Linked DNA regions of Mus musculus: region 2 is linked to region 1. A link is a contact called in public Hi-C data. All regions are on one chromosome and are shown on one strand. The core of a region is the stretch at or near the end of the contact, and the rest is flanking DNA. Distances in the headings are between cores, read along the strand shown. Region 1 overlaps Stum (mechanosensory transduction mediator). Region 2 holds the start of Mixl1 (Mix1 homeobox-like 1 (Xenopus laevis)).

What was found. A called contact is a pair of places that touch in the nucleus more often than the background predicts.
Region 2: a contact with region 1 is called in a Hi-C map of bone marrow-derived macrophages, with 29 read pairs. The contact joins the promoter of Mixl1 here to the enhancer-like site in region 1. A contact is called at or near these places in 14 of 39 promoter capture datasets (the 3T3-L1 cell line, 3T3-L1-derived adipocytes, the C10 cell line and 8 more), 1 of 15 datasets of contacts at CTCF or cohesin (embryonic stem cells), 8 of 484 Hi-C or Micro-C datasets (B cells, the G1E-ER4 cell line, Th1 cells and 4 more), 10 of 115 datasets of contacts at active chromatin or transcription factors (the HPC-7 cell line, astrocytes, bone marrow-derived dendritic cells and 4 more) and 3 of 9 other capture datasets (embryonic stem cells, liver and macrophages).

Annotation. Positions count from the first base shown.
Region 1 is chr1:180,429,207-180,433,297 of GRCm38.p6, forward strand. It overlaps Stum (mechanosensory transduction mediator), which reads right to left. Exons shown (of 4, transcript NM_001081227.2): 4 at 3,167-4,091. Among named protein-coding and RNA genes, the nearest start is that of Gm39712, 23 kb to the left of the region's middle. Within about 2 kb of position 2,820, at least 122 of the 459 cell types and tissues checked have an H3K27ac peak or open chromatin away from gene starts, as enhancers often do. A contact at or near this core is called in the G1E-ER4 cell line, the HPC-7 cell line, Th1 cells and 3 more, where this site is marked.
Region 2 is chr1:180,695,477-180,699,522 of GRCm38.p6, forward strand. It overlaps Mixl1 (Mix1 homeobox-like 1 (Xenopus laevis)), which reads right to left and starts at 1,558. Exons shown (of 2, transcript NM_013729.3): 1 at 1,144-1,558. The coding sequence starts at 1,536.

The DNA of each region.
Region 1 (4,091 bases), core at 1,570-4,069:
GAGTGCAGAGAAACCAAGCTTGCCAGGTCAGCCTCGCTCACTCCTGTGGAGCCAGAAAGCCCTGCCACCCTTCCTTAAGGTTTGACTTATCATCTTCTAGGTGTCCCCTTCCTGCCCACCTCCCTTCCGGTTCAAACAAAATCCTTTGAGCCTCTACTCCTGCAGGTTCGTGGTTAATCTCACGGCTAAATAGCCAACACTTCAAAACCAATCCCACTTCTACATTAGGTGTAAAAGATTTTCCATTTTAGGGAGAAAGGGGGAGGGGCAGTTTACAGGTGTGTCTCGCGTCACTCAGCAGCCAGGCATTTGTAATTCCAGTTACCTGGCTCAGGGATGCAGCTGGTAGGAGATGAAGAGACACATCCAGAAGTCAGTAGCTAGTGTGTGTTTGAGACACCCACCCCTCTCTATAAATCGACCTGCATCTTAGCTCCTGATCTGTGGAGAGCACAGTGGGAATGGCTGATTGGATACTGGCTGAAAGGCTTGGATCTTAAAGAATACCGAAGGCCCAGCTGCTGCCCTCTCTACTCATTCCCTAAGGGCTCAAGGCAGAGGCTTGGATGTCTGTTACCTCAGGTTCCAGCGCTTAGACCCAACTGACACCAGCTAACCCCAACTGACCCAGTTGGCCCAGAAAACAATATTTGTATGTTGCTTTTACCATGTATGGCAAATGTCTGTTTTATAAGGTTACTTCCAACCTATTTCCTGTTTTCAGCACTTATTACTACAACATAAGTAAACACGTGCATGACTCTGGGGGGGGGGGGGAAGAGTACTGTAAGCTTAGATCACAGCCGTGCATAATCACTGCAAGAGCCAGCTATCTCTCCAGCCACGCCCAGGCAGTTTCTTATTCCGTAACTTCAAGCGCCTGCATTGGCTTCACATTAGGGAACAGATGACCACCATGAGCCAGGTCTACAGGTCTGGGTCACACCACCATAGCTGGAGACAGCTCAGCTCTAGTGCTTGCTGGGCTGTGGCCCCAGCTGAGGTTCTAGCAGGCTCACCATCACCTTGGCTGGCTCAGCAGCACTGTGAAGAACACACAGTGTGGCCGTTCTCACATTCTCATTTCCCTCTCTATATAACAGGGAAGGCCAAGCTGTGGGCGTGTAAGGCTAGGCACAGGAGAGGGCACACCTGGCCCCAGGCACGTATATAGATGATAGGTGGAGTCCTCCGTCCTCCCTTCTGTCCTCCACGCTGGGTGTGTGCTCTTAGGGGTGTAGTCTTGCCCCAGCCCCTCCTGATTGCTGCTCTGTTCTTCTTCCTTCTTGCTATGATGTGAAATTCTCTGCTTTACAATACTCTCACCACTGGTCCCCAACATAGATTAGAATCCCTGAAACGATTTGAAAAACAAATCCTTCTTCCTTTGAGTTATATTAGACGGTCTAGTCCCCCAGCTATGGGAAAGCTAACACGAGCTGTGGGTTGTTCTGATAGACAGGAAGAGGCTGGACGTTTCCCTTGGCATATGAGGAGCTAAGTGCTGGTCCCTGATCACCCCAGCACTGGTGATAAAATTGCAGGCACATCTCTCTCTGTCTTTCAGCCAGCTGCTCCTGAACCAATGACAGGAGATGATGTATTCTTTCTACCCACCTGATGCTCATGAACCCTGAGATGCCCTAGGAGAGTGATTTTCAACCTGTGGGTCTCAACCCCTTTGGGGGGGCCAAGTGACCCTTTCACAGGGGTCACCTAAAACCACCAGAAAAAAATCAGATATTTATATTACTATTTATTTTTTTAAAACCTTTTTTTATAAGATGTATTTATTTATTATATGTAAGTACACTGTAGACACACCAGAAGAGGGAGTCAGATCTCATTACGGATGGTTGTGAGCCACCATGTGGTTGCTGGGATTTGAACTCAGGACCTTTGGAAGAGCAGTCAGGTGCTCTTACCTGCTGAGCCATCTCACCAGCCCTATATTACTATTTATAACAGTAGCAAAATTACAGTTATGAAGTAACCAGCAATGAAATTAATTTTATGGTTGAGAGTCACCCTAACATGAGGCACCATATGAGAGCCACTGCTCTAGAATATTCCATGGGTACAGGGAAGCCCAGAGGCTAATTATCCCCCAGGCACTGATCTTTCCATAACCCACAAGGGTTCCATCTTGTTAGATTTTTTTTTCTGCCTATCCAGAACTTTCTAGATTCGTCACGAATTGGTATGTGTTCTGGCGTTTCTCTGGCTGTTGATTTGTAGCCTTACAGTCTTGTACTCATCCAGGATATGGAAATTATTTTAATGTTGTATCCTTGTACGAGAGGATGTCCCATGGGCTGCTGAGACGAGTAAGTACTATACAGCATTTGAATGAAGTGCTCTATAGATGTCTGTTAAGACCATGTGGTGTACAATGTCATTTAATTTGAATGTTTCTGTATATTTTGTGGTGAGGGGATGACCTATTGGTAAGAGTGTGGTACTGAAGTCACCCAGTACTATCATGCTAAGGTTAATCTGTGACTTTCCATCTAAATAGCATGCGTTTTATGAGATTGTGTGTACCTGTATTCAGGGCACATACATTTAGAATCATAATGTTCCCCCGATGGATTGTTGTTTTGTTCGAAGTCTATTTTATCAAATTTTACAACAGTTTTGTGCGTTCTCCTGTGTTTATCTGTAATCTATTTCTTTCCCTTCATCGGTAAATTTGTTAGGTTCCCCAGGTCTCCGCGCATCAGCTAATAAAGATGTTGGCTGGGCTGTAGACTGCACCTTGCCACCCCCGCTGCATTTCAGAAGATCCCCTCGTGGTGGCAACCGTCAGCTCTAAGTTCTGACTACTCATACCCCGTGCTCATTTGTGGTTAGCATCATTTCAACATCTATCTCACACACATTTCCTTTGCCAGCCAGTCCAACCTCCCAGGAAGGAAACGGGCACTGTGCACCCTCGGGGCCTGGTGCTTCGTTCAGAGTCTACATCCTTGGCTACAGGGGACCCAGTGAGCGGAGAAAATGTTGGATTGGTCCCCAAGGAAAGGGGAAGATGGCCATCCAAATGGAAAGACCAGCAGGTGAGGTTGTAGGGAGAGAGAGAGAGAGAGAGAGAGAGAGAGAGAGAGAGACGAAAGCATTCAGGGCAGCTGGAGATCTGATTACAGAAATGGAAGACACAGGAATTCAAGAAGCTACCAGGAAGGTCACATGGATGTTTATTAAATAGAAAAGAGGAAAAAGAAGAATAAAAGATTGCCAAAACCATATTTCCAAGGGTTAAAAAAAATTGGAATGCCAAAGAAATGCCATGCTCTGTTATCTTTATAACACGGGGCACTATATGTATGTACACTGTATTATGTATGTATGTATGTACACTCCGTATGTACACGGAGATATGTACACGAGCTTTGTTGCGGGTGGCGTTCCTCACCACGTGTACAGTAGCATTGCTGGAAGGAAGGTCTTCAAAGCTGGCAGAAGGCTGGAGGAGAAGCGGGAGCCCTGCACTACCCCTGCGGGGCTCTGTGGACCCCAAAACAAGGGTGGGGACTCAAGCCTGGGGACACTGAGAAAATTAAGCAAAAGTCAAACCTGGGCCCCATGCTTCAGTTTAAGCCAGGAAAGTCTAGAATCTTTCCAAGGGCTGAGATAGTCCGAGCAGTCTCCAAGAACACTTGTAATCTTTAGAATGGGCTGGCAATGCCTCCGTACCCCCGGGCCCCCACCCGCCCGCCCTCCACCCCCCACCCGCCCTCCACCCCCCACCTGTGCTTGGACTTGGGCATATGGGGTCCCTGTGAGAAGGAGTGAGAAAAGTAAGCCCCCGATGTCGTCAGAGAACAAGAAAATGTACAGCAGTTAATTTAACAGACAAAAGCCAACGGCAACACCAAAACAGTAATCCACAACACAACGCGGCCTGCTCTTAATACAGTGATGCTGCCAGCATCTTCCAAAACAAAAGAGCTCCCGGGTGCAAGGGAGCCAGCCCGGGAAGAGCCCGCGACTACTCCACAGGAAATCGCGGGATTCTCACAAGCCCCAACGTCATTTGTCTCTGCTTAAAACTTGCCCCCTCCTCTACTCCTTGCTGGCTCCTGGGCTGG
Region 2 (4,046 bases), core at 308-2,807, 270 kb after region 1:
GCCAGCCTGGTCTACAAAGTGAGTTCCAGGACAGCCAGGGCTATACAGAGAAACCCTGTCTCGAAAAACCAAAAAAAAAAAAAAAAAAAAAAAGACGGTCTCAGCCTGGTGGTGGTAGCATACCCCTTCAATCCCAGTAGGTATTTTTCCTCCGTGAAGCTCGTTTCTGTGTGTAAATGTCTTTACTATTTCCCCACAAACGTGTTCTGCATAGGAAGCCCAGGGTGACAACTGCTGAAAGTGACAGTTGAAGCCAGGAGATAGTGGCACACCCCCTTAATCCTAGACAAAGGAGGCACATCTTTGATTTCAAGGCCAGCCTGGTCTCCAGAGCAAATTCCCGGACAGCCAGGGCTACCCAGAGAAACCCTGACTGGAGGGGGTAAAAAAGTGACAGTTGAGTAGTCACCCTAAGTCCAGGAAAAAAATAAACACTAAATGTCCACCCTCCTGAGGCAAGCGTCTAAACTGGGTGTTGGGGAACCTACCTGTAATCCAAGCACCCAGGAAGCTGAGGCAGAAGGATTGTGAATTGAAGTCCAGCTTGGACTACGCAGCATGAACTTGTCTCAGTCACACACACACACACACACACACACACACACACACACACACACACACACAGAGAGAGAGAGAGAGAGAGAGAGAGAGAGAGAGAGAGAGAGAGAGCAAGAGAGAGAGAGAGAGGCTTCTCCCTATCATCTCCAAAACTCTGATCTAAATGATCGACCTCAGACAATAAACTCACTTTGCAATATTTTTTCAAAGTGACAAGAAGTTCTTGCTTGTTTTGAAGGTGATCCAACCCTGCTCTGCTACTTAGAATCAAAGCCAGAGGAAGGCTTGTCTCTCTCTCTCTGTCTCTCTGTCTGTCTCTCTGTCTCTGTCTCTCTCTCTCTCCTTACTGGACGCTGGGAAAGAGTGCAATGACTACCTTCCTGCTGGGACCTTTCAATGGGTCCGCAAGCCCCTTAGCTGCCCAGATCAATCACATGGTAACGCGGCCTTAACTGACATCCCAGTTTGCAGTCTAGAACCATGAGGTTCAAAGAGAGTAACTTTTCCCCCACAGAATAAATGGCCCAACAAGCCTGTGACTTCCCAGCACCTCCACTGGAACGCGCAGCTGCGACCGCGACTCACCTGGATCCTGGACTCGGGTAGCAGCGTGAGCGCAGCCAGGCGCTCCCGCAAGTGGATGTCTGGGTACATGGTCTGTCGGAAGACGAGCTCCAGCAACTGCAGCTGCTCCGAGCTGAACGACGTGCGCTTGCGGCGCTGTGGCGCCGACGGGGCGGCCGAGCCTTTGGAGGGTCCGGGCGGATCCAGGCCGGCGGGGGTCTGCGCTGTGGGACTGGAGTCGCGGTTTGGAAAGCACTGCGTGGCTGCTGGGGCGCGAGAGTCGTGGGGCGCCGCGGGCAGCCCAGAGGCTGGGCGCATGGCTGGGAGCAGCTGCCCTCCGGGATGCGCGGCGGGGAAGATGGGGAAAGCGGCGCCTTCTGCGAACTGGAGCTGCTGGGACCCTGCTGCGGCCATGACTCCCGGACGCTTCCCTGTACCCCCGCGCGCCTGCAGTTATAGCGGCCCGGAGCCGGGGAGGGGGCGGCGGCGCCATCAAAGGCGTGGGTGCAGGGAAGCCGCGTCTCGTCTCCTCGGGGTGCGAGCCCGCCCCAGCCCCGCCAGACGCCGCGGGAATAATCGCTTCCGCTGACCCGGGGACGGAATGAGGGAGGCGCGAACTTGAGTCCGGGCCGCTCCGTCCCTTCTCCGCCCATCCGCCAGCCAGTCCAACCACCAATCCACATACCTCGAACCGCTTTGCCCCGGTGGGGTCGCCCCAAGTGCAGGCCGGACTTGGACAGAACCCCCTCTTCTGGGCCAGAAGACCTCTCAAGAGCGCCTGAATCTCTTGGGGGCTTGGTTCGTAGGTCCCCCGCGCTGTGCCTGGCCCGCTGTCCGCCTGTCACCATCAAAGGCGCTATTTACCACCCCTGCTATGTGCTAGACCTTACTCCAGGTTGGTTAAACAGCCTAGCCCTGCCCTCGGCAAACCACCCTGACACATCCTGAATCCAAGGGGGGGTGAAGATAAAGAGATCTCAAAGGGGACAGGCACACATCCTGAACAGTGACGCTGCTCCTGCCTAGAGTATCTGTGACCTGTCAACAAGAATGCTGTAAATTGGACGGGCTGAAGTTGTACGGGGTTAGCGCTCCTAAAGAATCCCAACAGTGCTCAGAACCCGAGAAGTTTCTGCTCCCTCTGATGCCACTCCTTGAAGTTTCTGCTCCCTCTGATGCCATTACTATTTCCTTTGTCCCCTGGGGTTCATTTGAGGTTCCTGGTTTGTTTTATGCGGATTTGTAGTTTAGTTGTGACTTCTATATCTGCTTCCCCTAGTGCACACATGCATTCATTTATTCATATAAGTCTCTCCCCACCTCCTTACCCTCTGGTCCTGAGAATAGGACCCAGTGACTGGAAAATCCTAAGCAAGACCCTCAGGGAACATCTGTTGAGACAGAAGCCAAGTTGCTTCATAGAGAAATCAGAGGCATGCAGCACTATAGCAGAAGGGTGCAGAGGCAGGCAGGGCAAGGAGCACGGCTTGCAAGGCCTCAAAGGGGCTCCCTGCAGAGGAAGGGGTATTCCACAGCCCAGCCCAGGACCTGTTCCTGCAACGTCTTCAATGCTAATGGGAAGTATCATAGGAGAAAGTATATGTGCTGGCCATGAGTGCATCCTGTCTACTAATACGCATGTGAGCCCCCAAAGAAGCCAAAAGAGGGAAGTGGGTTGTAAGCTGCCTGACACAGTGCTGGGAAGTAATGGGTTGTAAGCCACCTGATACAGTGCTGAGAACTGACCCTCTGGAAGAGCAGCAAGTGGCCATATCTTTACTATGGGCAATTATCCCAAGTGTCAAAGCACAGAGTGATCGGCAAGTTCTAGGCTTGACCTGTCCACCAGCTGGGGAGTCGTGGGAAGTGTCCTGGCCTCCTGCTTTATGCGGATGCTAAGACTCCCCAGGCCTGCTTTTCCATCTGATCCCTTCCCCTCAAACACACACACACACACACACACACACACACACACACACACACACACCTCCAACCCCTCTCCCTTTCTTTCTTCTTCTATTTCTTTGACAGTTTTTCAGTTTCACAGTGTATGGAATGGAAAAATCAGAATTTGATTTTTCTATGCTTTTATTTTTCTACTCCTACCCCGTACATATATCAGGGTCTCGTGTATACCAGGCTAGCCTCACACTCTCTATGTAGCCAAGGATGGACTTCCAGGATGCAAAGCTCTCTTTACAGACATTCCACACAATGCCTGATTTTATGCAATGCTGGGGCTCAAACAAGGCCTTGTAAATGCTGGACAAGCACTGGAAGGGCTATGCTACATCTTCTGCCATTTGTTCATCAATTCAGAGACTGGGTCTCACGAGATAGCCCAGGCTGGCCTTGAACTTGAGATCTACCTGTCTCAGCCTCTTGAACATGAAAGTTCACACCTACTTTTATTCTTCTCTTTTTTTCTGTGATGCTGAGGCTCAAACCCAGGGCTTTATCTCTGAATTATACACCCAACCTGTCACTCAGTTTTATAATCCATTATTAAAAATGAATTATTTGAAAACAAAATAAAATGTTATGGCTGTGCTTATGTATGTTCTTATATAGTAGGTGTGTGTGTGTGTGTGTGTGTGTGTGTGTGTGTGTGTGTGGTGGATGTGTGATGTGTGGTGTGTGTTCCCATTTTACTCTCCAAGAAATACACTACAATCCAGATCAAAGCCCAAAGACCTGGACAGGTGCTGTGCCAAGCGGATCTCCAGATATGACTCTGTGGGAACACTGGGTTCCAGTCATCTTGGGAAGAGAGGTGGCCTGGTCTCTGCCACCTAGGAGCTTCAGTGGCTGCTGCACTGCTGTCCCTGAAGGGATCAGGAAACCAGCCTGAGAAGACACCAGAGTCTGTGACTACTGCTCCCAGAAGGAGTTTGTCAGTGACAGCCGAGCCTCCCAGAGACTCA